Regions from separate parts of the Mus musculus genome. Here all the other regions are linked to region 1. Evidence: chromatin contacts called from public HiChIP or PLAC-seq and promoter capture Hi-C data. All regions are on one chromosome and are shown on one strand. The core of a region is the stretch at or near the end of the contact, and the rest is flanking DNA. Distances in the headings are between cores, read along the strand shown.

Region 1 (5,243 bases), core at 1,197-3,696:
CACACACACACACACACACAATCCACAAACAAAACCAGAAAGTTTTGAAGTGCAAATTTCTGGTTGTGTCATCTGATGCAGACTCACATGGTGTTTTGCTGAGGAAAGACCTATTGGAGGACACTGTGATGTTTGGAGAGAATATAAAGGGGACTCAAGGGACAGTGGCAGTGTGCTTGCATAGCTAGCCTTGCAATGCTTAGCTGACCTCTAGTCTGTGGATTTTCACTTCCTTGAGAGAAGCACAGCAGAGAACTTCTCTTGGGGTCGCTGCTGCTCCTAGTCGCTCCCACTGTCTCGGAGACCTGGCTGCTTCTGCTGGATCATGCCGCCGCTGCTGATTCCTGATTGCTATCCTGACTCTACAGAACAGGACTGCTGGCATCCTGACAAACGGAGACTGGAATCACCCTCAAAGAACTGCTTCTAAACAGGTCCACATCCCCTTGTCTATGTACCATCTTTTCTCCCCTCCCTTCAGACAGTGGGCTAGAAGGGGTGTTGAAGTGGTTGACAATGCTTATTAAGTGTAAGTTTTAAGACTCTAAGCCTACAAAACTGTGCCCGAAGTTTATCCCACCAAGTTTCCTGGTCCTTTGTTACGCAGCCTCTGTTCTAATGTGTGTCTCTAGTGAGGCAGCAGAGAGGAGTTTGCCTCAACTTATCTGTCAAGCTATATGAAGGCCCTCACAGAGGAGCCTCGTGATCAACCCCTCGCCAGATGTGTTCTGGCTGGCCCTCCTCCAGACTCTGCTCCTGTATAACAAAGATAACCCCTCTCTCTTGTTCCATTATTTCAGTCAAAATGTAGATCATGAGAGATGAGTGTAATTAATGCACCACTGAATTTCAGCATCCATTCTGGGTGTTAGACAGTCTCGAGCTTGTGCACATTTCTACACATATTACATAAATGCCATGTCAAATCAGCAGCCATCCAAAATTTAACATTCATGCTTGGTTTAACAGAATGTCAAGCTAATCAATACTGCTTCACACATCGGACACCAATGAGTACTGCTATAAGCCTAGGCATATAATCAAATTTCCTACATTTAAAAAACCCAGGGCTAGAGAGATGGCTCATTAGTTAAGGCATCTAGCTGTTCTCCCTAAGAACCTAGATTTGATGATACACACATGGTGGCTCACAAAGGCCTGTAACTCCAGTCCCAGGCTATCCAATACCCTCTTCTGGTCTCTGGACACCAGACACATACATGGTACACACCAATACATTTATGCAAAAACACTCATACAGATAAAAATGAGTAAATTGTAGAAAAACCCACTGGATTTCTATTCCTTTCACACACACACACACACACACACACACACACACACACACACACACACACTTTCTCAAACCCTAACTATAAGGTCATGAATATATACCCATTTTCACAGATGTGGAAACTGGGGTTCCCAGGACATATCCCAGTCACACTGTCAAGTGGGTTCTCTTAGCCTCAGAAGTCAGGGAGTAGAGGAAGAATCACTCCCACAGTCTAAAGACAAATGCAAAGACAAGCAAATAAACGTAAGGAAATTCTGCCACAGAAATGATCAAAACAGATGACTGTGGAATAACGTCTTCTGCCTGTAATAACAGGTGCACTAGCTGGGCTCCCCTTGGCTAGACTGCCAGCTTACTGAGGCGTTTAGACCCCAGCTCATTCATGTTTACACCCCAGCTAGCAAGGCTCCTGGTTCAGAAGGCGCAGTTTAAAAATAACCACGAATAAATGTTTATAGAATGAATGCTATTTAATGTGTCCCTTCCGGAAGCCAAGTGTTCAGACGAGGACTCTTCTACTCCCTGTAAACCAGTGTGTCTGCTGGGCACGCAGCAGCCAGAGCATTCAACAGGTGTAGTCAACGGGCAGGCTCCTTGCTTTCCAAGCAGGGTTGGGGTGTGGCTCGGTGGTAACATGCCTGAAAAGCACGACTCTGGGTTCAATTTTCCAGCAACTCAAAATACAAAACAAAACCTCAAACCCAACAAACAAAACAACAGTTGGCCATTTTAAGTCATATAATATAAATTCAAGCCAAATCAGTGAAGGTATTTGTAAGAAGCACGCAGCTTGATGTGCGTGTACACTTCCTTCCAAATCAGTCTAGAAAACACACTCTGGGTTCCTGGGAGGACCGAATTTTGGCTTCTGTAGAAAGCAAAGCTGTTTCCCCGGGTGCTCGCAGCACCTCTACAATCAGCCCTGGCAAGGACCAAGCAATCTGTACTTCTGGGTGCGTCCCTCGCGTTTATAGCGGATTCCAGAGAAAGCCTTCCAAACTGGCTCCAAACCAGGGGTCCGGAGCCAGCCCCGCCCCACCCCGCCGCCACCTGCAGAGACGGGCGCCCCGCCCACCCTGACGTCACCGGGCTCCGGGCGGCGCCGAGTAGGGCTCCGGGGATTGGCCAGAGTTCGTGACGTCACGAGCCGGGGCGGCCCCGGACTGGCGGGGCCCCGGGGTGCTTGGGTTCCTTTCAAGGCGGGCGGTGGGGGTGGGGGCGGGGCGGAGGCGGAGCGGGCGGTGTAAACAGACCCGGGAGCCGTGAGCCCCGGAGGAGGCGCGGGCGGCGCCGCCATGGACTTCCAGCAGCTGGCAGATGTCGCGGAGAAGTGGTGTTCCAGCACGCCCTTTGAGCTCATCGCCGCCGAGGAGACGGAGCGCAGGATGGACTTCTACGCCGACCCGGGCGTCTCCTTCTACGTACTGTGTCCGGACAACGGCTGCGGCGACAGCTTTGTGAGTGCACGGGACGGGCGCGCTCCGCTTTGCCCAAGCTCCTCCAGGGGGGCCGGGTGGGGCGGATAGCGGTGGCAGGGTGCCAGGGTGCCAGGGAGCGGAGGTGTGGCAACCTACCGGACCATCGCGCACCGGGCGCGTGGCTAAGAGCATCCCATGGGAGCCTCTATGGGGCACCCACCGGGCGGGGCTCATAGTCCCTGCGGCAGGATCCGAGGTCGGGTCCCCGAGAGGTGTCAGTCCCCCTCGGGGTCTCAGACACAACTCTGCAGCCGCTCCTCCCAACAGGGCCCCCTCTCCAGCCTGCGAGTCTCTCAAACGGACACAAAGCCTCTGTCCACACCCGCAGTGATAGATCTTTTGGACCCTCTTTGCGGAATTACGCCCTGGAGCTTAAAAATGCACGCGCGTGCACACGCGCGCGTTCGCGGGGGCACGCCTATCCCGGGTCTCCTGCTTCCCTAGCTCCTCAATGAGCTGCCAGCAAGTGTTTGTAGCCCATTCGGGTTCTAGCCTGCCATGAGGCTACTGTGTCCTCGCCGAGGCCTTTCGGCTTTTCCAGAGGAAAACCCCACACACCCAGGTCCAGAGGGACCAGAACCAGGAACTACAGCGACCATACCTTTGGCCAGCATCCCTCCCACTAGGTATTCTGGTGCTGACAGTTTAGGAAGGAGATACTGAGAGCACGCGGTTGTGATGGGAGGTGTGTAGGCAGGGCAGGGATGGCGCTTCGTGGAGTGTTTGTAAGCACTGTAAATAATAGTCCCCAAATGTAAGATGGAGGCAGCTGGGGATGAGGGTAATCGTGTGGTCGATGGCCTGAGGCTGGAGGCGCTGCTGCAGCAGAGGAAGATGGGGTGGTGCATGGTGCATCGACCGCTTGGCTCATCAGGTGAAATGACAAAGCTGGACATATCCCCCCACCCCGCTGGGTCCGTACACCTCATCCATCCATGGGAAGTTCAACCTAGGATCCCTGAGACCCGGACAGGACAGGTGCACATCTGCCCAATAAAATATGATCCTGGTTTTGGGTGGCAGCTAGATTTAGGTTCTGTTCACTTGTCTTCCCTTGAGTTGCCTACCCACAAAATTAGCTTCCTAATACCAGTTCTCTGGCAATCTTTGAAGTAGACCTAGCAGTTTGATGCACAGCAAGTGTCCTGCAAATTTAAAGTTCAGAGACCTAGTGTTCCCCCCTATCTTTGTATAAACTCTTACCTGGAACTAAGAATGTAGCTTAGTTAGAACACTTGTGTAGTGTGTGTAAAATCTGTTAAGCATTGAAGGAATTTGAATTAAGTAGCATCTCTGCTATTTGGAAATTTTGTTAACAGTAAGACTATTATATAGCATCTTTCAGTTTACAAACTTTAAGATTGTTTAAATAGTTACAAACACTGATGAAGGCTTGGTCTCTCCTTGGTCAGAGGTATCTATCTGACGGATGGCACTGTGCCTCTAAGCACAGGTAGTTGGCTCTAAAGGAATATAGCAGTACTTAGCCCCTATTCTGTTCGGCCATCCCCAGGTGCACACTTCTGTCTGTGTTCTTGGGGACATCACTCTCTTCCAGGCTTAAACAACTATGTCCTCCTGTTACCTGACTTCAAGTGGCAGCCTGTTGTCACTGGATGCCAAGCAGGGCTGCTTGGGAGTACCCCTGGCTTGTGGTGCTCATATCTGGGAGCCTGTGTTAGTGTAATCGCTGTAAATGTCACTGCCGTCTGCAAGACAGATTCCAGCCCCAATTCTAAAAACCTCCTAACTCTCTCTCTCTTCCCCACTCGGTGTCCAGATCATCAGAGTTCCGCCAGCATCGTGAGGCAAGCATATGCAGGGCCCTGTTCCTCCGTGCCTGTGAGGGCACTTAGGGGTGATCCCTCACATGGCTTGTCTCTTCCTGTACCCAGGCAAGACCCCAGGATCTTGTCTTCTGGTGCTGGAGATCTGAATTCAGGTCTTCATGCTTGTATACAGCAAGCACTTGACCCACCGAGCCATCTGCTCAACCTTGAAAGATGCCTTCTTACTGGGCCTCGCAAGAATTCTATGAGGTAGATGTTGTACTCATTTTAGAGGCGAGAAAACTGAGGCTTGATGTGTAAGAGACTCTGATAGCCCAGATCTCTGTCGCCTCACTGAAAATTGGCTCACAGTAGCTTCAGAGGCTCAAGAACAAAGATGCCTTTGAATGCCACTCCCCTGGGCAACTCCTGGGTGTCTCCCTGCCTCGAAGGCTACCTGCCAATGTAGCCCCTTTCCAAACTGTCCACCATGTTGGGAATTGTGGCTTCGCAAGGAAGGGCTGTGCCACCCAGGAGAAGGGGGGCAGGAACTGGGCAACCAGCTGGCAGTTCTCTCTTCTGCCAACTCAGAAGGTCTTGAGGGCTATCGGCCCTGAGAAGGGGATTGTGGGCAGCCATTCAGGTACCAGGGAACAGAACTCTGTGTGTGTGTACAGGTACACATGCTCATATGCTCCT
Region 2 (5,243 bases), core at 1,923-4,422, 720 kb after region 1:
TAAAATGTAGACAGAACAAGGCTCAGAAATACCAGACCTAGTGTGGAGATTTGTATTGAAGGCTTCCTATAGGATGCATAGCTAAGCTAAGTTAGACCATGAATTTGAGTTGGCTAGGTGAAGAAGCAGTATGTGCAAAGGCCCTGTTGCAGGGAGGAGCTTGGCACTGAGGGGACTAGAAAGAGGTACAGTGAATGAGTTTCAGTGACAGAAGGGGAAGTTGACCAAGACTGCAGTGGGGTAGGCCAGGCTACACCCAGATCTCAAAGTGCCAGGAGAGCCGCAAGAAGCTATCAAAAGTGTCTATCAACAATACAAAAATGTATAACAAACCTTACACATTTAAAATAGGCTCCCCCCACCCCTGTTCATGTATTTAGACTGAAATTTAGGCAAAGGGCTCTACTGAAAGCCCCGGGGTCTAAACTGGAGCCTCTAACTAGGAAGTTTAAAGCATGGTAGTTTAAAGCACAAGGCCAGACTCAATAGTGTCTAAGTTCGGGTTTTATTGCTGTGAAGAGACACCATAACCAGGACAACTCTTATAAGGAACAGCATTTAATTGGGACTGGCTTACAGGTTCAGAGGTTCAGTCCAATATTATCCTGGCAGGAAGCATGGCAGCATCCAGGCAGGCACGCGCTGGAGGAACTGAAAGTTCTATATCTTGTTCTAAAGGCAAACAGGAGGAGACTACTTACTGTCTTCCAGGCAGCTAGGAGGAGGTCTCAAAGCCCACCCCTATTGTAACAGACTTTCTCCAACAAGGCCACGCCTCCTTACAACAAGACCACACCTCCCAATAGTGCTATTTCTTGGGTCAATCATATCCAAACCTCCACAAAAGCTGTAAACAGTGGCAGTTAACTTGTGAAGTAGCGTTTCTCAGAGGTTTCCTGGGATGTGTGTGGAGATGGAAGGGAGAGAGTTTCAGATGAGAGTGGCAGTCAGTCTGAACAGATCTACAGGGACAGAGAGCCATGAAATGCCCAGTGAGGTGGACATGAGGTATCTTGGGGCTGCAGGGAGAAGTGGGGTTGAAAGAGATCTGGTTTGGAGTTGGAGATCATGGCTGTTGGAATATGACTGGGTTTCAGCAACAAGAGCACAGGCCAAGCCACCTCACGAGGAACAACACCAGCTTGACTTCCTTTAGGGTCTGACTGGGAAGTCGGAGTCTCCGAGGAGGCTGAGAAGGAACAGCCAGAGAGGTGGGAGGGAGAGCAGATGAACGTGGAATTATGGGGCCAAACAAAGAGTGTGGTAAGGAGTTTCTGGCGAAGGGTCTGAGCACTGCTGAGCAGCCTTTCAAGAGGAGGCTGGAGGCGCATCCAGGATTTGGCAGCACCGCGCACAGCAAGAGCAGATTTGGCAGGGGATTGGCAGACGTGGGTAGCCAGACGGAAGGGTACTGAGAAGTGAATGGGCCGTGGGAAAGTGGGGGCAGTGTGTTCAGCAGCTCTTGACTGAAGTGTGCCTGGGACAGGAGGGGACACTGTAGGTAACAGGAGGCAATTCTGGGTCCAAGTGGATCCAAGCAGGTGTGACTGTACTTGGCTCTGAGAGAATAGGGCACATGTGTCATTCAGGTGGAGATAGATCACTGGTGGAGGAGGGTGTGGTGCAATCAAATGAAGGTTGCAGGGGACTGAGGAGGACTAAGAATCCAAGTGGGAGCACGGCTGGGAAGAGGGTATTTGCCTAAAGGGAGTAGCAGAAACTCATGGGGCTTGGCATGAGAATTGGTAGAGAGAAGTGGGCTACTGGCTCCGAATTCACCATGATGGCTAGGTTCATGGTTGGCTGGAGTTTGGGTGATAGGAGCATATAGAGATGGGAAAGTATAGTAACTGGAGGGTAAAAAATAGGAGAGGAGGGCACATGGGTGACTGATGACCAGTCAGTATTAATAATCTGGGAACCTCAACTAGAGAAGGCAGGGTTAGCCTTTCTCGGAGACAAGACATAAGAGACTTGGCTCTATTTGCAAGAGAGCATATGCAGTGGGCATGGAGCTGAGGGGAAGGATGCAGACTGAATGGGACGTGGACCTGGGAGGTTTAGTGTCAGGGTGGAGTAGCAAGCTGAGGAGGAACCCTGGGAGGAGAGGAGGCTCTGTGCATGCAGCTGGGTCCTGGGGTCCTGATAAAGCAAAAGAAGAGACTGCGGGGAGTTGGGGGCATTGTGGAGACAAGGAGAGAGAAGACTAGTAGGGTACTGACCATTTGTCTGGGCATTTCTGTCAGCCAAGGTGAAGGTTGGGGCTTGAGGGACTAGGAGAACTTGGGCCAGAGTCTCCTGAACTCTGGGGCACCTTCAGAGGTCCAGGAATCTCAAGAGGTGGGACTCAACATGGGAGGGATAGCAAAGAGAGAGATAGGGCCAGGATGGAGAGGACCCGGGAGAGCTGCAATTGCTATAGGAAGCCTGTGTCTTGAAGCTTGTGTCTAGAAGCCTGTGATGCCTTTAGCCTGTGGCTTCAGGGGCTCCCAGAGGCCCCACGCCTGGAGCCCTTATGTGGTGTTGGAACATAACAAGAAGCAGCAGGGTTGGATTTATTTTTTCAGTCAGCTCTGATTGGCTCACTCATGTGTATGAACCTCTTCCTGTGGACAGTGCTCTTTCTGGCTGGCTCGCAAGCTTACGCTCATCTCAGCTCTCCATTCTTCCCTCTAGGAGGCTCCAGTTCCCAGATTCAGGGCAATGAAACCAGAATAGCACACACAGCAGCTGTGCTGCCTCAATAATACAAACATCTGGGTCCTGGGGCTGCCAGAGTGGCTGGAGCCTTTCTGCATGCAGACAGCCAACATCTTCCTAGTTAGAATTTCCCCCTGCCCCTACTTTCTCTTTCTTGTCCTCTCTTCCCCTCGAGGTCATTCTAACCCAGGTAGTGTGTTGTTACATGATACGTGATGAGAATGTGTGGCGCTCTCCCTGCCTCTCAGTGAGGAGAAGCAGGTGGGTAGCATACGTGTTCACAGATTCTTTTGGGGCTCTGGCTTCCCTGCAGCAAGTAGGTGGGTCCGCGAGCCTCCCTCCCTCAGAGGCATTGCATAAGCAGCCGCAGCCCTGAGTACATTCCCATGGTTACCGGGCTGGGAAAGGCTGGCCGAGATGGCATCGCCATGGCACCGGCATGGTCCACAGCTCTGCTGGGCGTGGCTCTGGTATGTGTAGCTCTGGTCTCTTGCTGGACAGATGGCCTTCACAGAGGGCCCTCCCAGACATCCAGTGGCCTTGGATATCATGATGTGAGGTAAGCAGACAGGAGCAGTCTGGGTGGAATTTGAGGGCTTCTCATGTCCTCACAGAAGGCCTTCAGTGGCTCAGCCAGCAGCCTTGCTGTGCGGTAGCTCTGAAACCAGTTTTTCCTCATCAAGGGCTCAGCACAGACCAGATGGGCCAAGCCACAGCTCTGCCCATTGCCTACACCCCCTTGGAAGCCCCTTACTCAAGCCCATAGGAATGAGGAATATGGAGCCTGGGCTCCATAGCCATCTGTGTTTGGCCACCCTCAGGCAGGCTGTGCCCAGGGATGCTACAGTCAGGGATAAGATCTTCAGACCTAGGCCTGTCTGGGGGACACAGGAGAAGAAGGGCATGTGAAATGGGTGGTCGAGCTGTCAATGCAGCTGTGGGGATGGCTTGAAAGGAGAAAGTCGGAAAAAGGGGCTGGCAAGAAGGCAGAGGCAAAATTCTGTGTGTCTCTCCATGATCATGTCTGCATATGAAGGCTCAAAGCTAGTCTCTGTGGTGCTAGAGCACAGGAAACTCCATGTAGAAGGTAGTTGGATGGGGAGCAAAGATGCCGTGTGGGGCCCGGGGAAAGCTCAGTAGGCATTCCTCCTATAGGGACACCACCAAGTAGTTCCCTGAAGCTCAAGCTTGCGTCTGTGATTGTCCTATAAGATGTCCCACAAAGGGTCACCCAGTTCTTCCAGCCAACCAATAAGGATCATCCAAATCATTCTAACCAGGGTGATGTCCTAACCCATCCTCTTGTCACAGTTTTCCGTGTGTAAGTCACATCATGCTGCATCAGACTCCATGCAGACCCTAAACTGAGACTCTCTTGTCCTTCACAGCCCATGTAACAAATAGGGACAAAATAAACCTTATCACCTCCCTGACGTGACATTTGTTTTTAAAGTAGGACACCTGGAACAAAAAAGCAGAGTGTCCTCTCATTTGGCTGAGCACTGTGTGTCAAGCCTCTCAAATGGTCCAGAATGTCTGTGAACGTGCAGTAAGTGTCAGCTCTGGAGCTAGCCAGCCAGGAAGTCCTATACAGCAAGGACCAGCTATACATTATCGAAGCATTCCATTTATATGGCCAGTCTTCCCTCTGCTTCACTTACAGCCATATCCACAGATGGAGTGGGTCCTAGTCATGATCCATAGCAGATGTCTGTCTTCAACTGTTTTGTGTTGCTAGGACAAAATGCTTGAAGTTGAGTAATTCGTAAAAACCAGGCATGAGATTAACTCACAGTTCTAGGTGCCCAAGAACATGGGGACATCTCAGATTTGGTGAGGACCTCTAGGTTCCTCAACACGTGGTGGATGCATCACACTGGGAGCACATGCGGAAGGGTGTGTGTTTGAAGACTTCACAGGGCAAGGCAGAAAGGGGAGTCTGAACACCAGGAACAGCTTTGTAGCACCCCATTCTCTTAAGAATTAGCTCATTCCCCAATATCAGTATTAGTTCTTTCCATGAGTAGTTCTGACTTAATTACATGCCACATGGCTCTACTTTCTAATACCTCCTCAACTCTAACACTGCCACCCCGGGATCTTCCAGCACATGTTCTTCCTGGGACACTGTCGAGCCATGGAAGCACCGGCATGAACACACAGAGTGCTTATGAGGAAGGGGATAAGGCGTTGCTTTCTAGTGCTAGCCTGGAAAGCCTAGGGGAGAGAGAAGAGAAAGATTCTGGCAGGAAGGGGAGGGTCCCTGAGAAAAGCCCTTGTCCCACAGTGCCCCGTTATGTCTGCTGTCCCTGTCCTTGTTGTCAGACTCATCATTTGCTCTGGGGGTGGGAGAGGGGATGCTATACATGTGCACGGCACAGAGAGTTCTCGCTGGTAAGATGAACATGGTGCAGGCTATGTACACACAACTTGGCTGAGGACGCCCGGGTCCTGGTCCTGAATAAGCTGAATGTTCATTTGAGTGTGTACATATATGTGAGTGTGCATGCATCAGTGTGCAAGTGTGAGTGTGCAAATGCTTG
Region 3 (5,243 bases), core at 1,645-4,144, 650 kb after region 1:
AGCCTGTTCACAGGAAAGACACAGGGGCCAGCCCTAGGGCATTGGGACACTCTAGAGGAGAAACACAGCCAGCACCAGGCCTTGGACCAGCATCATTCCCAGGGATGACTACATTGTAGGGACCCTGGCTGCACCCTGCTCCTCTGTGATTTCAACTTAGATCGCTGCTGCCCTCTCTACCCCAGCTATGCATGGAAGATGGAATTCGTTTCACCAGCACCCCTGCCCATCCTGAGGCTTGTAGCCCAAAGTCTGTGTCTTTGTTCTGGGATAGTGAACTGGGTAGAGTAACCTGGGCCTCAAGGACATTTCCTTGTGGAGGTGGTACTTACATTCTGGGATTAGGATTAAGTTGTGGAGCGTTCTAATCCCAATGTTCCTTTCATCGGCATATCGCCGACGGCTACCCCAGACTCAGCAAGGCACTGCCTAGTTCACAGCCTGCCTCTCCTGGACAACCAGCCTGGATTGTGACAGGCCAAGGAAAAAGAATGAGGTATAGGGCCTTTCTGCCTGACATACAGCCAGAAACCTTTCCACTTTAACATGCAAATAGCCAGTTCAGAATTGCAGGGGCCCCTGGGCATTGTGGGAAGTAGTGATAGAAAAGGTTCACACTGATATTTCAGGCAATGCCTGCATTCTGATGGCATCTTCTTTGCCCAAAGGATGAAGCCATGTTCATAGGTTCAGTTGTTAGTGGGTCTAAATAGTTGATGAGCTTATGTAGCAGACGGGAAGATTCAAGAAGACAAGGGGCTGGTCTTTGTGGCCTATGGTTGTTCCTGTGGTCTCCAGAGTGGTGTTTGGCATGATATTAGTGCTAATAAAATACTTGTGCTAAAGAAAATATTAGTAGTATCCAAGAGAATCTCACCACTGTTTTACACACACACACACACACACACACACACACACACACACACACACACACTAGCATACCACATACTTCAGCTACAAACCTGGTCTGCAGGTACTGCCACAGCCTCTTGGGACAGACATGCTTAGGTCCACAAATGCTCATATACCTCACTTGGTTCTGATGCACAGTTCTGCTGCCGGGCCCCACCAGCCTTTGGTGCAGGGCCAGCTCTCCCTACTGTTTTCCTAGAATCCTCTTGATTAGGTCCCTGAGGCAGACAGCATCAGATCTGAGCCCTACACAGCCTTGCAGAAAGATCTCTGATTAGAGGCCCCTGGGCCCAAAGAGTGAGTTCCTTGAGGGGGCTGTGTCCCTGGGAAACCTCTCAGAATATAGGATGTGGTAGAGCTTCCAGGAAGTGCCTGCTCCATCATCCTGACTGCCTCTCTAGAGGGTTAATAAGTCTTTGATTGCATCCAGCTGCCAAGCAGCCACTACACCACCTTTCTACTCAGAGCCACTCCTCCTGGCCTTCTAAGTGTTTAGGTGTGTGGTGGTAAATTACTTCCCAACCAGCCACCTGCTCCCATCAAACATAGCATGGGATTTCTGTAGGTCACATCTGGTTCCAGGACTGTGGCTGAATACAACCTGGCCCTTGAGGGACAATGTCATTCTCTGTAGGATAGAAGGTGCTTGGCCCTATCTTGACAGATGTCAGACTCAAAGACATTTCTTCTTTCTCAGTGAGTGTTGTTTTTCCACCTCTGATGGGTAAGAAGCCAATGATTCTGATAAGGACTAAGATGGAAAGAGAGGGACCAATCATAACAGGTCCTACCTTGTGGCCACAGAGAGAGCCTCCCTATGGGCCTGGTATACCTTCCAGCACACTCAAACAGTAGGCAAGTGACCGACCAGTTCTCTGGTCCTTTACTCGGGATTTTGGGGGTACACAGGAAACATGGTGGGTGCTTTGTCTGCCCCCACCTCCTCTCCACCCCTCCTGGTGTTGGAAAGTGCCTCTGGTCTCCCTTACCTTCCTCTCTCCTCTTTCTCTATCTAGATTCTTGTCCGGCCTATGTCTCCTCTGCTCCGTTTGTCTCTTCCTGTTTCTGACGTGCTGTTTTTTCCTGTGATGCTAGTGACTGAATCCAGTGCCCAGTTGAATATTGTATGCGTGAGCACATCCATAGCCTGGCCGCTGTCTCCTGCAAGGCTGGAAACCTCTTCCACTTTCCACCATCACTCGGATAATGCTTCCTGTTGCTCTGCCTATCATCCCATCACTGCATCTGTCTCTTAGCCCCAGCCCATGTCTCCCATTCGCTCCTTTTCAGGTCCAGCTGTCATTCCTTCCATCTCTTCAGTGACCTGCTAGCTACTTTATCTATTAGAGAAAAAAAAAAAGCCTAAGCAACATTATCTTCCCCACCCCCTCTCAAATCATGGCCTCAAATTGTTTTAAGTTTGAGGAATTGGGGGAGTTTTCCAGCAACCTTGCTTGGCTAAGGTCTGCCATTGTCTAAAGAATGATAGGTGGCTCCCAGAAAGCTTCTCTACTCCCATCAATGAGGCCCGGGGGGCGAGGACACATCCCCAAAGTGACATGCAGCTGCTTGGCCCAGGCCAGGACATTGGAGGCCAGACTGGCCCACAGATTTCTCAGCCTGAGAACTTCAGATTACTAACTCTGCTCAGAGTGGGATGGGACAGGCAGGCAATTTCTGGTGCCACCTCCAGGGAGGGCAATGTCCGTCTGGGGAGTCCAGACAACCCCTATTCCCCACCCCTTCTAGAGTGCCAGCCTCTGCCCTCAGGCACCCTTGAGCTTTGCAGGCTGGGCGGGGACACCTGGATTTCTCTGGCCCCCTGAGAAGAGCCAGCTTGGAAGAATTTCCCAAAGCCTATTAGAGCAACGGTTGCCTCCTGCCTCCTTACGCTGGGCAGGGCCGAGGGCTGAGGCGGGTGGAGGGAGCAAGGGAGGGCAGGAGGGGGAGAGGAGGAAGGAAAAAGTTGGCAGGCAGACAGCAGAGCCCTGTCTGCATCCATCGCAGCGAGGAGGCTCGTGTGGTGTGGGGCGGGCCAGGAGCAAGGAGAGGCCTTCCTCCCTTTGTGCTCCCCCCACCCAGCCCTATAAATAGGCCCAGCCCAGGCTGTGGCTCAGCTCTTGGAGGGAGTTGAGCACCAGGCATCCAGCGGTTAAGTCGAGGTCCCTGCCAGCATGGCCAGTGAAATCAAGAAGAAGCTCTTCTGGAGGGCTGTGGTGGCTGAGTTCCTGGCCATGACCCTCTTCGTCTTCATCAGCATTGGTTCTGCCCTAGGCTTCAATTACCCACTGGAGAGAAACCAGACGCTGGTCCAGGACAACGTGAAGGTGTCGCTGGCCTTTGGTTTGAGCATCGCTACTCTGGCCCAAAGTGTGGGTCACATCAGCGGTGCTCACCTCAACCCTGCGGTCACACTGGGGCTCCTGCTCAGCTGTCAGATCAGCATCCTCCGGGCTGTCATGTACATCATCGCCCAGTGTGTGGGAGCCATCGTCGCCACGGCCATTCTCTCGGGCATCACCTCCTCCCTAGTCGACAATTCACTTGGCCGCAATGACGTGAGTGGGGTATCTTAGGCTTAGGGTGTCTGTAGGAGAAGACAGAGAGGGAGCTGGCTCCATTTGCCTACTGTACAAGGGGGATACTGAAGAACAGAGAGAAGGATGAAGGTTTCTGGAGTCATGCTGAGAACTGGGGCTAGAACTCAGTTGTACTGCATGGTCTCTTTGCTGGTTGGTGCTGTGAGAATGGAGGAGCTAGACAATATGGTTGTGCCAAAGTCCCCTGCAGAGTAGCTACTGCCAGGAATGAGCTGGAGGGGCAGCTAGGTGCATGCCAGCAGTTCCTCCCCTCTTCTGAGCTACCTGAGCAGTCACCTTCCCCCTTTGCAGTCCCGTGCACTAGGCAACCTCTACCTACTGTCCCGAGTACATTTTCTCCAGCTACCCAGTGTGTTTAAAGCCACTTCTGCAAGTGTCTGAGTGTGACTCTCTTGATAAGTTGCCTGGGCTTCTAATCGGCTTCTAATCCTTAGCCAGGTCCCCAAATCAACTTCCTCAGAAAGTCAGGAGACAGCCCCCTTTCCTCCCTCTACCCCCAATAATTAGACAAAGTTGAGAGAACAATACTCTCTCTGGAGCTTTGGGAGAGTTTTCTAGATACCAGTTCAGGAGAAGGGCTCAGCTCAGCAGTCCCTGGCCACTGAACCGTGGGGCATGCTGGCTTGTTGTGTGCGGAGGTGGAAGCGAAGGTGTGTGAGTGTCTGCTTGGGTCCTGAACTTGTGTAAGCTATTTTCACGTTGATGCTGTGTTGTTGGAGAGTGTGTAAGCACTTGTACCCATTGTTCCTGGCTTTAATGATAAGCAGACGCTGGCAACAGTACGTGGCGACTGCTCAACATAACTGTCTTTGGGCTACTCTACATGACTAAGTGGCCTCTGTGGTGGCTGCCTGGCCACTGACCTTTTCCAGTTTCTTAGCTAAGTGCCCATGATGACTGAGTTCACTTGGGTTTAGCAGGAGTATCTGAGTAAGGGTGTAGGGTGTCTCAGAATGGAATAGGCTGGAGTCCCTCACCAGAGGCAAAGACTAACGGCAGAGTGGTAGAATAAGGTCCAGAGAAACGAAGCTGGCTGGACCCCAGCAGGGTAGATGCATGGGGATAGGCGCAAGGGCGTGAGCCAGGACTCTGTCCGGTGAGTTGGATAGCTATGCGTGATTAGACATCTTTCGTTTCCCAGCTGAAGTTCAGGTCCTGGAGATGCAGACCAGGAGGAGGGAGGTGAAAGTCTGGTGCAGAGGGCAGCTGCCGTGGCTCTGCTGCAGGGATGAGCACTTCTGTACCACAGTGACACCTCACCATCACACTTTTAAGTCAACCTCTGCTCAGCTGGGGATTGAAGATTAGCCCCATGGCTGGAGTTTAGACTTTAGCTGGAGAAAACTTGGAGCAGGGTTAGACGGGCCGTGTCCCTCTAGACTTCAGTCTCTCCAATAGGAGCAGGGCTAGGTGCCTTAGTGAATTCCTTCGAGGAGGTTCGAGTTGCTACCGAGGTGGGGGATGGGGAGGATGGAAGCAGTGCCTGCTCCCTCCTAGATCTTGTCTCTTCCAAGTCAAGTGACAGGCAAGACCTATGCCCTTGCTGGCAAAGGCTTTGCATTTCTAATACGGTCATCCAAGGTAGAGGCAGAATGTGATTGCTTTAGCAGGCAGCACCTGAGCCTGGCTACACCCCACTTCAGACTCCTTACCCCCCTTCCCCAGTTTTCCAGAGGTGCCAGAGTATCTGTGTCAGGCAAGATATATACAGCTGAAGGAGAAAAAACGCTT
Region 4 (5,243 bases), core at 1,315-3,814, 520 kb after region 1:
CACACTGTTACTCTTTATAATACCTTTGTTTCTTCCCAGACTGTTATATCCTGTTTCCTCCCGTTCTTTCTGGCCTTTGCTACTACACAAGCTCGAAGGCTATCTCAGGGACTGCGCTGGCGTTTCTTGCTTGGAGTACTCTTCCTTCAAGGCTCCACACTGCTTATTGTAGAGACTTCTTTTGATTTTGGATTTTGCTGAACTATTATTATGTAATCCTATCTGATCTGTGTGCATGTGTGTGTTTGTGTGTGTCTGGTGTGCATGTAGAGACCAGAGATCTTGGATGTTGTTTCTCAGTAGCTGTTTAACTTATGTTATGTGACAGGGGTCTGGGGCTCACTGATAAGCAAAGTTTCCATCTTCGATCTCCCTTTTATCAGGGCTTCCATTTAAGGAGTCTCCCACAGTATGGGTTCAGTTTTCTCACTTCAAAAGAATCAAGAAAATCCCTCACAGGAGTGCCAGTGGCTTGCCTTTCCGGTTTGATCCAGACCCAGTCCAGTTGACAAGCAAGATTAATCACCACACCTGGATCTGATCTTGATCTTGACCTTCACAGTGGATATCATTCCTTTGTTTTTGTTTTTGTTTTTTGTTTTTGTTTTTGTTTGAGTCAGGGTGTCTCACTATGTAGCCCTGGTTGGGCTGGGACTCACCAAGATCCTCTTCTTCTGCAAACACTGTGATAGTTTAAATTGTCAACCTGACACAATTTAGAGTCTTCTAGGAAGAAAGCCTCTAGGATCATGTAGATTAGGTTGGTGGAGGGGGATCATTTTGAATATGGTAATTGAGGCAGGAAGACCTGCCCACTGTGGGTGGCTTCATTCTCTAGGCAGGAATCCTGAACTGTGTAAGAGTGAAGAAGCGGGGCTGGAGATATTACTTACTGGTTAAGAGTACTTGTTGCTCCGTTCCAGGTTCCGTTCCCAGCACCTACATGGTGGCCCTCAACTATCTGTAACTCCAGTTGCAGGGGATCCAACATTCTTTTCTGAGTCCCTGGCACCACACATGCACATGGTACACATGCATAAATGCAAGCAAATTTCCCCACACAGAATAAAAATAAATACACCTTTAACCAAGAGTGAGGGCAGCTGAGCATGCATATATTTACTGTGCTCTCTTCTTGTTTGTGGGTGTGATCTGACCAACTAACTCCCTCAAGCTCCTGTTTCTGTGATGGATCTGAAACCTACAACTGTGGATCACAGTATTTTGTCCCAGCAACAGAAAACAAAACGAAGACAAGCAATTACCGGTTTTTGACATGCAAGCTCTTGTCTTACTTATGTCTATGTAAGAAAGTCTGCCTTGCGCTTTAAATGATAACACATTTACTAGTGTGTCCTTACATCTGAAATAGCAGGTCCCCTGGCAAGGTTCCTGATTGCTATCTTCACTTTACCCACATGCAGCTAAGGTGAGTTTGCAGAGACCTCCTTGGAGGGTTAGACGGTGAGGATGCCTGGAAATTATAACTGTCCTAATACAATGACATCCTCAGGACACCAAAGCGGACCATGAAGTCTCCAGACACAGTGCATGTGCCGTTGGCTGTGAGACAATCTTACATACAACATACCTTTCTAATTTTATAAATGTTTTAAGGTTTCTCAGAATTGAATAATCATACAAACCTAAGATTTTGTGAGTATCACTGCCTGGAAACAATTTTAAGAAAAAAATAAGAAACATTAGTTTAGAGAAAATAATTTGTATGTAGGAGTGTGGGTGATATGTGCTGAGTTGAGAGCATAACGTTCCTAAGTTGAGGTCCTAATGCCTTGTAGCATCTAGAATGTGACTTATCTGGAGGTACAGTAACATTAAAGGAGGTTGTTATGGTGAACACTTAACTGTGTTCAGTGTTCTAAGAAGAGATGAATAATAGCACACAGATACATTTAGAGGGAGGCTCTGTAAAGACACAGAAAGAAGATGTCAACGGGAGGGAACTCGAGCCATAAAAGCCCTGGTGCCACCTGTTCACCAGCTTGCAGGCTACATACAGGATTGCAAGGTAGTAACTTTGTTGTTGAAGCCACAGTCTGCGGCGTTTTATTATAGCAGCCCCAGCAAACCAACGCAACAGGCAAAGTACAGTCCTGGAGAAAGTTGAGGTGCTACCCAAGGGACTGGCAAAGACCTGGGCTTCGGCAGTTTCCCATCCTTCCAGTTTCTAGATGCCAGAAATTGGAGTCTAAGCGCCCTTGCCATAACAGAGGCCAGAACACTGAAGTCTGTGTCTCAAGTGAACCCGGGAGGTAACTGCAATCCTGAGGGTGGACTGTCAGGGCCCTGCTTCCCTGCCAGTTCAGACTTTAAGAACCACAGGGTAGGGCGTGTTTCCCATTTTGTGTATGGAGAAATAGAACCTTTGATTAGGCCAGTGACATCCACCACAAAAAACCAGAGTCAGTCAACTCGGCGCCCAGAACTCATAGGCTAAGTCCCGCCTTCAGCTGCTGGCACAGCAACTGGCAGAGAGTAGCGGCTTGGAGGATGCTCCTCCCTCCCTTCTCTCCCGCCCTCCTAGAACGCTTGTTTCCCAGGAAGGGGAGGAGTTCTTCCTGGCGCGGATGCCACCGTCGCCACGGCAACGCCGCTTTACTGGGCCCAACGGATTAAGGGGCCTGGGGCTGCAGGCGGCCGCGTGGCCTCGTGGGCAGCGCTAGCAGCATGGACAGTCTGTACGTGGAGGAGGTGGCCGCCTCCCTGGTCAGGGAGTTTCTTAGCAGAAAGGTAATGTCTGGACACTCCGAAACCCACTAGTATCTTCTTAAGTTGGGGGGCAACCAGTGGTTTCCATTAGCATCTTTGCACCTTCGAGGGTGGGGGGAGCATTCCATGCCTTCTGTTCGCCTCAGAGATTTCCCCAAGAGCGCCCCTTTCTCGGGACAAGGAAACTACATTTCCCAGAAGCCAGCCCTCCCTAATGCAAGGGCACGTCCACAAAGCCAGGCCTGCGCTTGCTTGGCTGCCCTCCCCTGGTCCCCTCTGTCACAGCAGTGCCAGATTGGCAAGGGTGTCCAGGGCGGAGCAAGTTCTCCCAGCCAGGAGCACAGGACATGTCTGTAGAAAAGAACTTTCTAAAGGAAAGTTCTGGACAGGCAGTCCTTTTGATCATTTTAATCAATGATGGAAATTCTAGCTGCTGAATGAGCTTTTGTGGGGGGAATTATGTAAATTCTCTTACTGCCAGAAGAGTTTTCAAAGTGTTTACAAGTTAGGGAGGCTCTTGAGTCCCCCATGGGGGTCTAGGAGAGGAAGGCACTTCCTAGACTCCAGGAGTCCCACACTGGCTTGTAGTTTACACAAAGGGGCTGAGGACTATACACTAGGGATCTGTGCTTCCACATGATGTCATATTGAGCTGGCCCAAGGGGCACTAATTTGAGATTGAAACATGCATGCGTGTGTGCGTGCGTATGTGTGAGTGTGTGTGTGTGTGTGTGTGTGTGTGTGTGTGTGTGTGTGTGTGTGTTTGCATGGAACAAAGGAAAAGGATTTGAGGTCAGATGGTGGAAGTTTAGGTATGTGCTATTAGTTTGAAATGTAAGTTTGACGTTACTACCTCATCTTCTCTCTAACGGGAACTTTTACAGTCCACTCATGTCTGATGAGTGAGCACTAGTGATGCCCAGGCAGCGCCTAGGTTCTCTTTAAACTCTCTGTGTAGCCCAGACTGTCTTTACACTCTCGATTCTCCTGCCTCTGACTCCTGTATTCGGAAGTACGGGGGCATACCAGCATGCACAGTTGTAATTACTTTCGTCACTGCTTCTGCTCTGGGACAGAGACCTTGTGATCACCACAGGCCTTTGCCACCCTGTGTGTACCTCCTAGATGGTGATTGATCTTCTCAAATGTCCCTAACCATCCTGGAAGATAAGTATACTTACAGTATTCCTTTTCATATCAGAGTGTTATGGGACAAGGCAGCAAAGAAACTTGCCCGAGGGTGAGCAGGCTGGACCTTGACGCCTCCTTGCCCTGGATACTTACATACAACACAGGTATTCAACTTTTCACTGGTTTTGCCACTTTATACCAGCTCTGACTGTACCTGTTCTGAAATGCCTGTGTGCTCTTTCAGAATGATTTTTATTTGGAAACATTGCAATGCACCTGGCTTTATTGCCTCTGCTTTGACTCTCTGTCACCGAGTCCTTGATGCAAGTTGGATGATCCGTGTTGTCATGCCCTGAGAGGCTGATCGCTGCTGCTTTTTAAGACTGGGTTAGATTTAGAAGTACCCGAGAGGCCTTCAATTCTTGAGTGCAATCCTGAGCCCTCACTGACAATCCTGAGGCCTCACAGCTTGGCCCTAGCTTCTCCTTCATGGTTCCCTTGATCGCTTCTGCCCTGTGACAAGGCCTGTTTCTCCCCAAGCACTTCTGGTCACTCCCATGATCAGAATTGATCAGGATTGTCCTTGGACTCACCTTGACACTTCTATTACAGTGGTCACATCTGCTTATTTCACCTTCTAGACAGAGACACCAAGCTGACCTCCCAACTAGGTAACACCTCAGAAACCATCTTCCTCCCATGGTTTATATCTAAAAGTACAAAGAGGGGTGTCTTTATTTACTACCTGTGCTGGCTAGTTTTATGTCAGTGTGACATAAGCTAAAGTAATCTGAGAGGAGGGGAACCTCAATTTAAAAAAAATGCCTCTATAAAATCAGGCTATAGGCAAGCCTCTAGGGCATTTTCTTGATTACTGATTGATGAGGGAGAGCCCAGTCCATAGTGGATAGTTCTATATGAATACAGGCTGTTGAGGCTGAGCAAGTCCCGAAGAGCAAGCCAGTAAGTTGCCCCCTTCCATGGATGCTCTGCATGGAAACTCCTGCCTCTGTGTTCTTGCCTTGTTTGAGTCCCTGTTCTGATTCCCTTCAGTGATATGGAAGTGTAAACCAAATTATGCCCCCCTCCCACCCCCAAGCTTCTTTGACTTTGGTGTTTCAGTAGAGCAGTAGAAACCCTAACTAATGTCACAGAGAGCCAGAACCATGGGCCGGGCAACTGCTTATGTTATTGTTGGTGGTATTTGGGGTGGATCTGAGACAGGGCCATCTTTGTATTACTCAGGTTCTTTTTAAGCTCTCTGTGTAGCCCAGACTGTCATTATACTCTTGATTCTCCTGCCTCTGACTCCTGTATTCGGAAGTACAGGGGCATACCAGCATGCACAGTTGTAATTACTTTTGTCATTGCTTCTGCTGTGG

Evidence for each region. Promoter capture Hi-C pulls out the DNA fragments that hold promoters and counts their contacts. HiChIP or PLAC-seq counts read pairs in DNA pulled down with a chosen protein or histone mark.
Region 2: a contact with region 1 is called in a promoter capture Hi-C map of stem cell-derived epiblast-like cells, with 7 times the contacts expected there. The contact joins the promoter of 6430584L05Rik here to the promoter of Mturn in region 1. A contact is called at or near these places in 3 of 39 promoter capture datasets (the 3T3-L1 cell line, liver and stem cell-derived epiblast-like cells).
Region 3: a FOXA1 HiChIP or PLAC-seq map of pancreatic cancer cells shows a contact between it and region 1. The contact joins the promoter of Aqp1 here to the promoter of Mturn in region 1. A contact is called at or near these places in 2 of 115 datasets of contacts at active chromatin or transcription factors (extraembryonic endoderm stem cells and pancreatic cancer cells).
Region 4: a promoter capture Hi-C map of embryonic stem cells shows a contact between it and region 1, with 3 times the contacts expected there. The contact joins the promoter of Mindy4 here to the promoter of Mturn in region 1. A contact is called at or near these places in 15 of 39 promoter capture datasets (the 3T3-L1 cell line, 3T3-L1-derived adipocytes, the C10 cell line and 7 more), 1 of 484 Hi-C or Micro-C datasets (embryonic stem cells), 2 of 115 datasets of contacts at active chromatin or transcription factors (large pre-B cells and stem cell-derived neural progenitor cells) and 2 of 9 other capture datasets (embryonic stem cells and liver).

What each region holds. Positions count from the first base shown.
Region 1 is chr6:54,679,178-54,684,420 of GRCm38.p6, forward strand. Mturn (maturin, neural progenitor differentiation regulator homolog (Xenopus)) reads left to right here and starts at 2,447. Exons shown (of 3, transcript NM_001289740.1): 1 at 2,447-2,754. The coding sequence starts at 2,593.
Region 2 is chr6:55,393,715-55,398,957 of GRCm38.p6, forward strand. 6430584L05Rik (RIKEN cDNA 6430584L05 gene) reads left to right here and starts at 3,173. Exons shown (of 4, transcript NR_046179.1): 1 at 3,173-3,259.
Region 3 is chr6:55,333,405-55,338,647 of GRCm38.p6, forward strand. Aqp1 (aquaporin 1) reads left to right here and starts at 2,895. Exons shown (of 4, transcript NM_007472.2): 1 at 2,895-3,470. The coding sequence starts at 3,087.
Region 4 is chr6:55,200,819-55,206,061 of GRCm38.p6, forward strand. It overlaps Mindy4 (MINDY lysine 48 deubiquitinase 4), which reads left to right and starts at 2,565. Exons shown (of 18, transcript NM_001142781.1): 1 at 2,565-2,751. The coding sequence starts at 2,689.